Linked DNA regions of Sus scrofa: region 2 is linked to region 1. Evidence: chromatin contacts called from public Hi-C data. All regions are on one chromosome and are shown on one strand. Each heading gives the region's core, a stretch centred on a gene start, on an enhancer-like site or on the middle of the called end of the contact. The rest is flanking DNA. Distances are from core to core; before and after follow the strand shown. Region 1 holds the start of CSTF1 (cleavage stimulation factor subunit 1). Region 2 holds the start of RAE1 (ribonucleic acid export 1).

Region 1 (6,121 bases), core at 1,222-3,721:
AAGTTGAACGCTTCGGAAAGATTCAAAGATCAATGGCTTAATAAAATACTGGCAGAGCTCCCGTCGTGGTGCAGTGGTTAATGAATCCGACTAGGAACCATGGGGTTGCGGGTTCGATCCCTGGCCTTGCTCAGTGGGTTAAGGATTGGGCGTTGCTGTGAGCTGTAGGTGTAGGTCGCAGATAAAATACTGGCAAATGGGATATGGTGAAACAACTATAAAAGGAAAAATGTGAAGGGCTATGCACTCAGGCTGATTTATAAGGGCTCAAGTTTTCCCTTGTCTTAGAGAAAAAAACTAGATGCTGGTTTTCGGTTTGTGCAAAAACAAAAACAAACTCCAAATGGTGGACATGATTAGATAACTTGATTATAAAAATCAATGTCTGTACATAAATGTACGTCTGTACAGATGCCGGAAGGCTGCCGGGGCAAACAGCAATAAAGAATAAAAGTCAAAAAAAAAGGGGGGGGGTTCCCATCGTGGCGCAGTGGTTAACAAATCCGACTAGGAACCATGAGGTTGCGGGTTCGGTCCCTGCCCTTGCTCAGTGGGTTAACGATCCGGCGTTGCCGTGAGCTGTGGTATAGGTTGCAGACGTGGCTCGGATCTCGCGTTGCTGTGACTCCGGCGTAGGCCAGTGGCTACAGCTCCGATTGGACCCCTAGCCTGGGAACCTTCATATGCCGCAGGAGCGGCCCAAAGAAATAGCAAAAAGACAAAAAAAAAAAAAAAAAAAGAATAAAAGTCATGGAGAAGAGACTTGTGGTTGCCGAGGGGGAGGGGGTGGGGTGGACTGGGAGCTTGGGGTTAATCCATGCAAACTATTGCCTTTGGAATGGATTAGCAATGAGATCCTGCTGTGTAGCACTGGGAACTATGTCTAGTCACTTACGATGGAGCATGATAATGTGAGAAAAAAGAATGTATACATGTATGTGTAACTGGGTCACCATGCTGTATGGGAGAAAAAAAAATTGTATTGGGGAAATAACAACAACAACAAAAAGTCAAAGGCAGATAGGTAGCTGTGGCAGAGGAGAAAACTGGAAGGCAGAAGCACAGGAGAGATGACTATGAAAAAGGGCAGTGAGTGGGCAGCTAACACTGGTATCTACTGGTATTGTTGTACCTCACAGGGGTGACTGCAAGTGGGAGGTGTTGTGGGGAACAGTGTTTTTTAACTACACACTGCCCCCTGGAGAATTACTGAGGCTAATGATAATAAGAAGAGCTAACATTTATTGAGTTTTTTTTTTTTTACCATGTTTCCTCTCAATTAATCCTCAACACCCTATAAAGGAGGTTCAGTAATCCTGTTTACAGGTGAGGAGGGGCAATAGCTTGGCCAAGGTCTACTGCCCAAGGAACGTGAATTAGAATGCAGGTGATTTGACTCTAGAGACTGTGCTGTTTCCACTGCCTGTAGTGCTCCTTAAAAACTTAATGAACCAGTAAAAATCCATTAGACATTTAATACAGTAATACACATGTTGTAAGCAACTAATATGCATTACCTTGTTCAGTCCTCATCAAATCTCATTTTAGAGGTAGGCAACCTGAGGCCCAGAGAGATTAACTTAACCCAGGACCCAAGAGCTTGTAAATGGCAGAACCTGAACCTTAAACTAATCTATTTGAGCCCAGAGCCTGAGTTCTTACTGTGCTGCACTGATGAGTGTTAATACCAACAGCTAACATTTACTAAGCAATTGCCAAACACCACGCTAAACTCTTAAGATATATTTAAAGTATACGGAGAAAAAACAAATTATATATATACACACACATATATACATACACCCACTAGGACACAACATTGATGATCAAACTGGCTCAAAAAGGTTAGGAAACACTGCAAACAGAATGCTGCTGCGAAACTCGTCCAAGGTTAAAGTGGCCACTGGGATTGCCCACACCAGAGCCCAGAGCTTGAGCACTATTCCATCCTGTATCTCCACTTAAGCCAGGAGCATCAGGAGGCGTACCAAAAGGTTAAAATAAGAAAGACAGGACAAGCCCTGCTTCCCAACTCCCAAAGAACGTTCGCTCGCTGGGCGAGTAAGTGCCTAATTACCATCCCCAGTTTGCAGGTGAAGGGGCTGCGGCCAGAGGATAGGAAGAGGCCCACCCAGGACTGGTCGTACCTGGAGTTGGAAGGAGCACCGCGGCGAGAACACAGACGCCCCCCTCACCGTACGTTCCGCTATCACCCGGACCTAAAGGCCAACTGGGGATGGAGAGAGAGTGAGAGCGAGGCCTTTGAAGAGGAGGAGCAAATGCAGCCTTAGCCTGGCAACTCAGGGCACAGGCCGCATCGCTCACCGTCGACCCTTCCCGCCTCGCCCCTTCCTGTGGTCTCCCAAAGGGCCCAGCCGACCGCACCAGCCACTCTCCGCGAAACCCGGGCCCCCCATACCCGCTCTCTCCGGTCTCCCGCTCTCTCCTAGAAAAATGGAGACGCGAATCCTGCCCAATCGATCGCTCCGCGTGCACGTGCACTGCGCACGCGCAAAGGGCGTCGCGCCGAGCGCTGCGCTATCGATCGAACCCACTCGTTCCTGCCCTTCTCGCCATCTTACTCACGGGCGTGTTCGGGAGGTTCGTTCACCTCCTCAGACTTTATCTCCTACGCGGGGGCCCTGACGCCAAAGCCCTGCTGTCTCACCGATAAATGTCAGACCAGGAGAGCCCTGTGGGCTCTCGAACGGCCTCGGATGTGGCGGGCCGTTGGCTCCACCACTTCCGGGGCCTCACGGAGGAAGTACGCCTGCGCGCCGCCTCTCCTGGGCTGTGACTCAAGCCGGCGAGTTGGCCTTGAACCAATGAAAAGGTAGCGCCTCTCTGACTCAGGCCAATCAGCTTTCGGCTAAGAGGGTTTAACTCCTATTTAAAATGAAGACTTTGCGTCCTAACGGCTGAGCCCTCTGGAGGAAGCGCTGTTTTCAAGTTGGAGGTGAGAACCCCTAGGTGCGTAGCCCCGGAGCAGCTCTCAGGAGGGCGGGCAGCCGCTGGGTGGGTGGCCTCAGCGAGAGGGTGGGAGGGAAGCGGGTGGTGGGGCTGCGGGGCTTGCATGGGAGGGTCGGGGCGAGAAAGGGTCCCCCTGCACCCCCCCCCCGGCCCCGCGCCCCAGCCTGGTGCTTCCCCAGAGCCCTCCCCTCTGCTCCTGGTCCCGAGGCGCCCTGTAAGACGCCACTTGGTGTTATTAAACGCCTGGAGTGGATGGGGTTGTTGAGCTGGTGGGGTGGGCAGTGTGCTTTCAGTGAGCACCTGGGTGAGAAAAATAAAGTTTTTTATTGTCTTGGAGTGTACGTGCTTGGGGGGCGGTGGAGAGCAGGCGACGAACTTAGGGAGGTATCGATAGTGGTGAATGTTAGGCACGGGGGCGACCTTAGACTAGCTGCAAAGGCTCGTGTCCGGGCCGGTTGGGTGAGTGGGTGAGTAAATAACTTCTCGGAAGAGGCCTTCGCGGGCCAGTGCTTCTCAAACTGTAGACCTTGGACTGCCTTTATCAGGACTGCTTGAGGATCCTTGGGAAAAAGTAGGGTCCCACCTAATGGATCAGAAGTGCTTGGGCTTAGGACTCAGGTGTCTGTGTTTTTGTCAAGCTGTGCAGGTGGTTCTGATGGTTCATTGAGAACCTGTGATCTAGCCCAGCGCTCGATGGTTATCTGGGGATGTTGAAATGCGGGAACGGGGATGTTGAAATGCGGGAACTGGTTTGTTAGGTCTGGGATCGGACCTGAAAAGTTTCCATTTCTAACAAACGTCCTGGCTACCACCCTTGAGCAGGAGGCAGTAAAAGTCACCCTTAACGTTCCCTTTTCTTTGAATTATGCACCTTATTTCCTTTCCATGCTTCATTTTTTCCAGGCATTTGTAGGTTTGACAAAGAAAGAAAAAGTCTAAACCCACAGTGCTATTAAATATCGACTTTCCTATTTAGACCAGTAGGATCTCTGGTGTGAACTGCAGGGATCTCGTGCAGGTCCTCTGCATTTGACTCCTGTGCTTGGCTGTAAACCAGAATCACCTGAGAAGCAGTCTTCCTGCAGCTCTCCAGAATTTCTGGATCAGAGATTTATTCTGCTGTTTATTCTTCCTGAGAAGGAAAAGTGTATTAGACTACAGCAAATATCTGCAGCTTCCATTGAAGACTGTGGAATAAATGTCCATGGGCCTCCGTGATCTCATTAGTTTGCTGCTTATAATTGTTAAGGGAGAGTGAAGCATCAGAGCATTGTGAAATTAATGTTCTCATAATGAAAATATATTTCCTTTTCCTTTCTATTCTTTTTTTGGGGGGGGCCACCCTCTGCATATGAAAGTTCCCAGGCTAGAGGTCGAATCAGAGCTGTAGCTCCCGGCCACAGCCACGCCAGATCCGAGCGGTGTCTGTCACCTACACCAAAGCTCACAGCAGCACTGGATCCTTAACCCACTGAGCAAGGCCAGGGATTGGACCTGAGTCCTCAGGGATACTATCAGGTTTATTACTGCTGAGCCATGATGGGAACTCCCTGTCTGTTATTTCTAAGTGACTGTTTGATATAGGACTCCAGTTTCTTTAGCCTATTCCCACCTTCAAGGGAGAGTTATTTGCTTGCTTATCAAGTGGATGTGAAAGCATGGGACGAATGAGTGCTTTTGCTTTTTTAAATTTTTTTTTTTTTTTTTAGGGCCACATCTGTGGCATACGGCGTTCCCAGGCTAGGGGTCCAATCTAAGCTGTAGCTCCCGGCCTACACCACAGCCACAGCAACACTATGGGATCCAAGCCATGTCTGTGACCTACACTGAAGTTCATGGCAACACCGGATCCTTAACCCACTGAGCAAGGCCAGGGATCGAACCCGCATCTTTGTGGTTCCTAGTTGAATTCATTTCTGCTGGGCCATCACAGGAACTCCCAGAATATCTCGATTTGTTAGTGGGATCACTGGGCACTGTGTTGGGAGAGGACCACAAAGGGGCAAGGGTGGAAGCAGAGTCACCATTGGGAGCTTTTCGCAGGTAATTAAGGGGAAGGGGGTGGAGTGTGGTTTGACCAGGTGGGAGTAGTAAAGTTTGAGCAGTGATTTTTGAGGAGGGAGCCTGTGAGATACGCCGATGGGGTAGATAGGTTTGAGGGAGAACCATGTGAAGACGGCTAAGGCCTAAGGCTTGAGCACCTGGCAGGATGGGGTTTCCGGGAGACGGTGTGAGGAGGGAGCAGGACTTCAGTTTGGGACTTGATAAAACTCAGATGCCTCCGATGATCAGGTGGTGGGAGTTGAAAGGAGAGGTCTGGGCTTGAGATGGAGATTTGGGGCTGCTCAGCCTGTGGATGGGGTTGAAAGCCAGGGGGACTGGATGGGCTGGCTCCCCAGGGGAGTGAGAGTGGTTGGGGAAGAAGTGTTTGTGGCCTGAGTGGAGGGGAAACAAGCGTGCAGTGCTTGTTTCATGTGGTGTGTTGGCTTGGGGTACCAGGCAGGCTTTCTGAGGGTGTGAGCGGGTTGTTAGAGGGCTGAGCCCAGCTGTGGGGGGAGACGGGAAGGCAGAAGACCCAGGTTCCAGTTCTTTTAATAAAGATGTCTAGGCCGGGAGTTCCCTTGGTTGCGCAGGGGAAAAGAATCCTACTAGTATCCTTGAGGATACAGGTTCAGTCCTCGCCCTTGCCCAGTGGGCTGGGGATCTGGTGTTGCCATGAACTGTGGTGTAGGTTGCAAACGCAGCTCAGATCCCACTTTGCCATGACTGTGGCATAGGCTGACAGCCGTAGCTCTAATTTCATCCCTAGCCTGTGAACCTCCATATGCCGCATGTGTGCCCCTAAAAAGCAAAAAAAAAAAAAAAAATTTAGGCCCTGGGGCTGGGTGAGGGGCCTTAGGGAAGGCGTAGGTGGAGAAGTGGGGCATCCGGACACTGTGGTTGGTCAAAAGGAGGTTGCAGTGGGACAGCTGGTAAGATGGGAGAATCACCTGCCAGCTAAGTGAAGAAAGGAGAGGGAAAAGTGTCTGATGCTGGGGAATGTGGGGAATGTGAATAAGAGGGGCAGAGAATTGGACTTTGGGTTTGGCTGTAGCCAGTTCAGGCTCTGCAGGGGTCTGTCAGGAGCCTGACCGGTTGGGGGGATAACAGC
Region 2 (6,121 bases), core at 2,621-5,120, 780 kb before region 1:
TAAACTCACTTCTTTAAAGAGGCCATGAATAAGCCGTAACTCTGCTTCATTCATTTGGAAGGGGGACAAAAAGCAAAAACCGTGGCCATCCAACAAAGAAAAGTGACAGAACATGCACTTGAGGAGCACTTACATCGTTAGCCCACGATCCTGCAATGAGAAAGTTCCCCGGCAAGGTGGGTGGGCTAAAAGATAGACAACCAATGCTATCGTCAGGAGAGGATGTTACTTCAATATCCTGGGGTGGAAGAAGTCCATGTTAAAACATACGCATCACCAAAATTTAATTCAAAATTACTTTCTTTCCCACTAAACACCTAATGGTGCTCAAGGACTGACTGAATGAGACCATCCTTACTTTGTTAATAAAAAGGGGGGGGTGTAAATAAGCCAGTGAAAATACTGGCCCCGCTGGGACCGTAAGCAGCACTCTCAAAGGCAGGCCCACACCTGTGGCTAGCCCCCCAGTTCACACCTGCGCCCCTTCCTCCACCCCTCTTCCAAAGAAATCCTGACGCAACAGTTGTGGGCTGGGTCCTGGGAACCTGCAGTTTTAACGAGCACCTCAAGTGATTCCGGGGATCGGGGCTATCAGGGGGAACAGGACATCAGTCCAGGGCACACACAGTGCCTGCGCTCTGGCATCTGAGAAGGCAGGCTAGACAAACTCCCAGAGTTTTCACCCTGAAGGAAGTTCCCAAACCACCTGGGCTCTCCCGCTGTCACAGACATGGGAAACCTGGCCTGCATAGGTGCTGCAAGCCCCATGAAGCTTTACGAGGTACCTTCATAGGGTTGTGATTATCTGTGGTTGTGCTGCCAAACATGCTAGTCCCACTGGTTCCAAAACCCGAGGTTGTTCCAAACAGACTCATTTTGGCCCTAAAAAATAATGGAAAAAGTTAAGGTTCTTTCTCAGGTAATAAATATCATTGAGAAGCAATATAAAGATAATTAGGTTATAAAAGGGGAATAAAAAGTAAATAAATAAATGTCTTCTTGATATCAGCCTTCTCGTTTTTTTTTTTTTTTTTTTTGTCTTTTTGTCTTTTGTTGTTGCTATTTCTTGGGCCGCTCCCGCGGCATATGGAGGTTCCCAGGCTAGGGGTCCAATCGGAGCTGTAGCCACCAGCCTACGCCAGAGCCACAGCAACTCGGGATCCGAGCCGCGTCTGCAACCTACACCACAGCTCACGGCAACGCCGGATCGTTAACCCACTGAGCAAGGGCAGGGACCGAACCCGCAACCTCATGGTTCCTAGTCGGATTCGTTAACCACTGCGCCACAACGGGAACTCCCAGCCTTCTCGTTTTTGAAAAGATCTAAATATGCAGTAAGTAGACTCCCTTTAAAAAATAAACTTAGAATGGGTTTTTTGGTAGAAAATTCCAAAGATTCCATACACCCCACATCCAGCTTTCTTCTTACAACTGTCATCATGAATTAACCACTGCTGATACATCACAGCAGAGTATTTTTCGATCACCAGCTGTGAAATAAATCCACTCATTCCATCTAGTCAGAGACACCGTGCTGAGCGCCCAGATATAACAGTAAAGCAGCAGAAGGCGCCACTCTTCCCGTTCTCACTTGTGACAGTTCACGTGCTTCTCACCAACTTCCACACTCTGGTTCAGGTCAGTGTCTCTGCATGAAGTTACTTAGAAAAGCCACCAGTCCTGGTAGCAATTGTGTAGAAGGTTTTAAAAGTAATCCACTTTGTCCTCCTTAGGCACTGAAAGGTTTGGCATTATGCCTTGGACATCTGACCTGCAAGAATCCCCCCACTTGGAGTTTTTTCCTGGGCACCACAGTCTAGAAGGGGTAGAATCATGCCTCTGCCACTTACCACAGCTGGGACCCTAGTCTCATCAAGCCCCATTTCCCCTATTCTGCAAACACGGAGCATATTAACACCTTCTCCAGGGTTGCTCTGAAGATAAATCACATTACACACAGCAAGTGCAGTGTCTAGTGCATAGTGGGTCATAAACAGCTTTCCCTTTTTTCCTTCCAGGAAGAAAGTCTATGTCTTCTTTAATTTTACTATTATTTTTTTTTTCTTGTTAGGGCCGCATTCTCAGCATATGAAGGTTCCCAGGCTGGAGGTCCAATGAGAGCTACAGCTGCCAGCCTATGCCACAGCCACAGCAACGTCAAATCCAAGCCATGTCTGCAACCTACACCACAGCTCACGGCAATGCCGATCCTTAACCCAGTGAGTGGGGCCAGGGATTGAACCCGCAACCTCATGGTTCCTAGTTGGATTCTTTTCCGCTGAGCCACGACAGGAACTTGGAAAGACTATGTACTATATAGAACTCTGATGACTCACATACACTGAGGCCACACTTCAATTCTGTCATTGTTCTCAAATTTTCACACTGTGTCTGTAACCTCCCCCAAAGGAGCCTAGTAGCTGAGAGACATACGACAGGAGTGGTATCTGTTAAGACCACACAAATGGGAAAACTGTGACAGATGTGGGGAAGGTGTTTGAGTTTCCCAAGCTACACCCCATGAAAGACAATCAGGTGTAGCCCCACTAGGTCTATGAATGCATTAGCAACTCAGCAACTCTGTACAAGGATGTGGTGGTGCTGGTCACCTCTGCCTCCTACCCTAAGACATGGATCTGAAACAGCAAACAAAAGAATGACAAGGCTTCTGCAAACACCAAGGAACTAAAAAACACATGGCTTTGAGCAAACTATTTAGCCTCGATTTTCTCATTTTTAAAAATAAACCCTAATATCTACTTCATGGAGCTATGAAAACCACGTGAGCTCATACATACAGTGTTTGAAACTTCTGTTCCTCCCTTCTCCTCAACCCAGAAGGTGGGAGAGAGCATTTCTGCAATGAGGGGTGAATGAGGGGAAAAGAGCAACAGTCACTAAGCATTAATCAGCCTATATGGACCAGAGGCTACCCTCAAGAAGGTCGGAAGACACGCGTTTACCTCCAACTGGCCTGATCTTGCTCGCTCCCTCCGTGCGACGCCCCCGCCCCGCCCGCTGACGGCTTCCTGCCTGTGCACACAGCAAACTCCTCCGGCCTGGGAGGATTCCTATGAGCTGCTCCTTCAGCCTGGGATGATCTGCCCTCTCCCAGACCCCCAGTTGTCTCAGTGTGAATCTTAGGGTCCCAATCCAAACGAATGCCTCCTGTGAGCTCTCTGGGGTGATGGAAATAGTCTAAAACTGCACCGCGGCGATGTGTACCCAACTGTACCCTTTAAATGGGTTACAGTCTGCGCCGCTTCCATAAAGCTGCTACAAGCATCTTTTTTAACAAAGTCACCTCCTCCGAGGCTTGCCTGCCTTCTTCCCAAAGCAAGATCTCCACCCCTCCACACACCCCCGCCTTCTTCCCAGTAGTACCGGTTACCACCCGGAATTTGTTTCAACCAATCCCCTCCCGAGGAGAACGCCAGAGAGCTGCCTGGATGCTTCCCCAATATACACCAGGCCCAAAGCGGCTGGCGTTTCCCAGATACCTGCCTGGGCGCAGTGTGTGTGCACGTGAATATAACACACACTTGGCGGAGGAAGACAGAAACAAACAGACTTAGTTTCAGAGTGGTAAGTGCAACAAAGGAGATCAAGCGGGTTGACGTGGCAGAGACTAGAAAGGGACGCCCTTGTGTAGCAGGACCTGGGAAGATCTCCGAGGCGGTAGCTTGTGTCGGATGAGAAGCCAGACAAGTAACGAGGAAGAGCAAAGGCGGCAAGGGCTGCCGTCAATTCTGTGACCCTTCCCGGAGCCTCAGTTTCCCCCCCCCACACACACAAAAATCACAAAAAACAAAACAAAAAAAACGAGAGGCTTAGACTTGAGGTGACCCGTCCAGCCCCGACGTCCCTCCCAGCGGCCACTAATGAAACCCGCTAACAGCCCGGCTCGTGCCCCAGCACCCCGTGGCGGGGCGCACTCCGCCGGGGGGCCGGCCTACCGCGCCATGGCGGCGGGGAACGAGGGGAAGCAGCACAGGGCCTACCTGAGAGTCGCGCCGCGGAGGGAAGCCGACGACGGGGAGCAGAAAGAGCTCAGGAGCCTGTGACCCGGCTCGGGCGTGGACGAGGCGAAGGCAAGGCGGCAGCGACAGTTATCTTCCGACCTCGAGGTCTCACGCTGGCCTAAAAACTGCCCTATTTACCGTGGGGGCCGCTGCGCATGCACCCACGAGGCACTTCCGGTGTCATCCGGAAGGAAGGGGAAGCTCCGCCCCCTCAAGGTAATTACACATGCGCAGAAGTGCTAATGACGCCAAGAAGAAGTCCCTGTGCCAGCAGTTTGCAGATTGGTCCAAAGCTGGTGTAGCCAACTCGGTTGCCCAGCGACCACTCAGATCAATCCACAGCCGGGGCTGGTTAAGGGTAGTTAGAATTTTCTCTTGTGAATTACAAGTGGAGCAGAATCCTGGTTGCGGTCAATCTTCCAGAGGCTGATGGGACGCTGCTTGGTCTACTCTGGCCTCCATAACTGCGGCTGGGGTATCTTGAGCCGTCCAGGCTCTTTGGACCTCAGTTTCAGCCGTAAAATGGGGATAATGATGCTTAATTTCCAGGGCTATTCTTAATTAGGTTCAAGTGAAGAAACACACAAGAAGGACTTTTGCTAAGTGTAAGGTCCACGGGAATGATAAGGGGCTGTTAGGATGCACACGTGCCAACTCAATATTTCAGTTGGTTGCTTTTTCCTCCTTTAGGAAGGAAAAATAGGAATTTCCTAAGGTTACCGTTCAACACACTGAACCTTCTTTACTACTTAGTGTGGCCTGCATACCAAAAGCCTTGATATCTGCAGGGAGCCTTAGGATCCACGGGACCTTGTTATTAAATGCAGATTCAGAAGGTTCAGTGTGGGCCTGAGAACCAACATTTCAAGCAAATTCCCAGCTGAAGTTCCAGGCTATGGACCGCAGTTAAACACCAAGGATCTAGACGAGGTGTTTGGAATCACTTGGGGAAGCTTTTAAAAAATGGTAATGCCTAGGTCTCATCTTCAGAGATTCTGATTTAGTTGGTCTGGGGTGGAACTAAGAGAATATTTCTAAAAAGCTCTCAGAGTTCCTGCTGTGGCTCAGCAGGTTATTAACCCGACTAGTATCCATGAGGATGCGGGTTTGATCCCTGGCCTCGTTCAGTGGTTTGCCACAAGCTGTGGTGTAGGTCACAGATGCAGCTCAAGTCTAGTGTTTCTGTGGTTGCTATGACCCAGAGGCTGGCAGCTGCAGCTTAGCTCTGATTCAACCCCCAGCCTGGGAATTTCCATAGGCCTCAGGTGCAGCCCTAAAAAGAACGTTTCTTTCTTTTTTTTTTTTTTTTGCCTTTTTAGGGCCACCCTTGCAGCATATGGAGGTTCCCAGGCTAGGGGTTGAATGGAAGTTGCAGCTGAGGGCCTGTACCACAGCCACAGCAATGCCAGATCTGAGCAGCATCTGCGACCGACACCACAGCTCATGGCAGCCCCGGATCCTTAACCCATTGAGTGAGGCCTGGGATTGAACCTGCGTTCTCATGGATGGTAGTCAGATTTGTTTCCACTGAGCCGAAATGGGAACTCTGAAAAAAAAAATTGTTAACTAAAAAAATAAAAACGCTTCAAGTGATTCTAAGATACAGCCAAGGTTCAGAACCTCTAGTCTAAACAAGGATAATAATAATAGCTTGTTTAAGCACTGGCTGCTCCCTCTCCTGTAATTTTCTGAGCAGTCCTCTGGGGTAGGTTTCCTAATGTCCATTTTATAGAAAAGGAAACTGAGGCTGAGGGAGGTAACTCGACCTGCCAGACATCACACAGCTGTTAAGCAGTAGAGCCGGTGAAGTCTGTCCTCTACCGACTTTCCTACCAGCAAAATCTTGGAATCATCTCTGACAGGTCCTCCCTCCTCAGTGACACCTTTCCTCATTCCGTCCCCAATGGATCCTCTTATACCATCTCTCTTGCAATCTCCCCAAACTCTCTCAGTGCATATATACTGTTTCATAAGATTGTGTGTATTTGCCTTGTCTAGTTTCCTAGATTTTGAACTTTGTGTCTTACGCCCATGTATACAGCACCAAGCACAGCCTTACATATGTTGGTGTTTGATATCTGTTGAATTATATTTTCCAT

The links. Hi-C and Micro-C count contacts between places; a contact is called where the count stands out from the background.
Region 2: a Hi-C map of liver shows a contact between it and region 1, with 4 times the contacts expected there. The contact joins the promoter of RAE1 here to the promoter of CSTF1 in region 1. A contact is called at or near these places in 3 of 47 Hi-C or Micro-C datasets (embryonic fibroblasts, liver and mesenteric adipose tissue) and 1 of 2 datasets of contacts at active chromatin or transcription factors (alveolar macrophages).

What each region holds. Positions count from the first base shown.
Region 1 is chr17:56,968,873-56,974,993 of Sscrofa11.1, reverse strand. It overlaps CSTF1 (cleavage stimulation factor subunit 1), which reads right to left and starts at 2,471. Exons shown (of 7, transcript NM_001110430.1): 1 at 2,420-2,471; 2 at 2,148-2,230. It also overlaps a transcript of AURKA not described here.
Region 2 is chr17:57,749,930-57,756,050 of Sscrofa11.1, reverse strand. It overlaps RAE1 (ribonucleic acid export 1), which reads right to left and starts at 3,870. Exons shown (of 12, transcript NM_001105296.1): 1 at 3,501-3,870; 2 at 786-882; 3 at 134-238. The coding sequence starts at 875.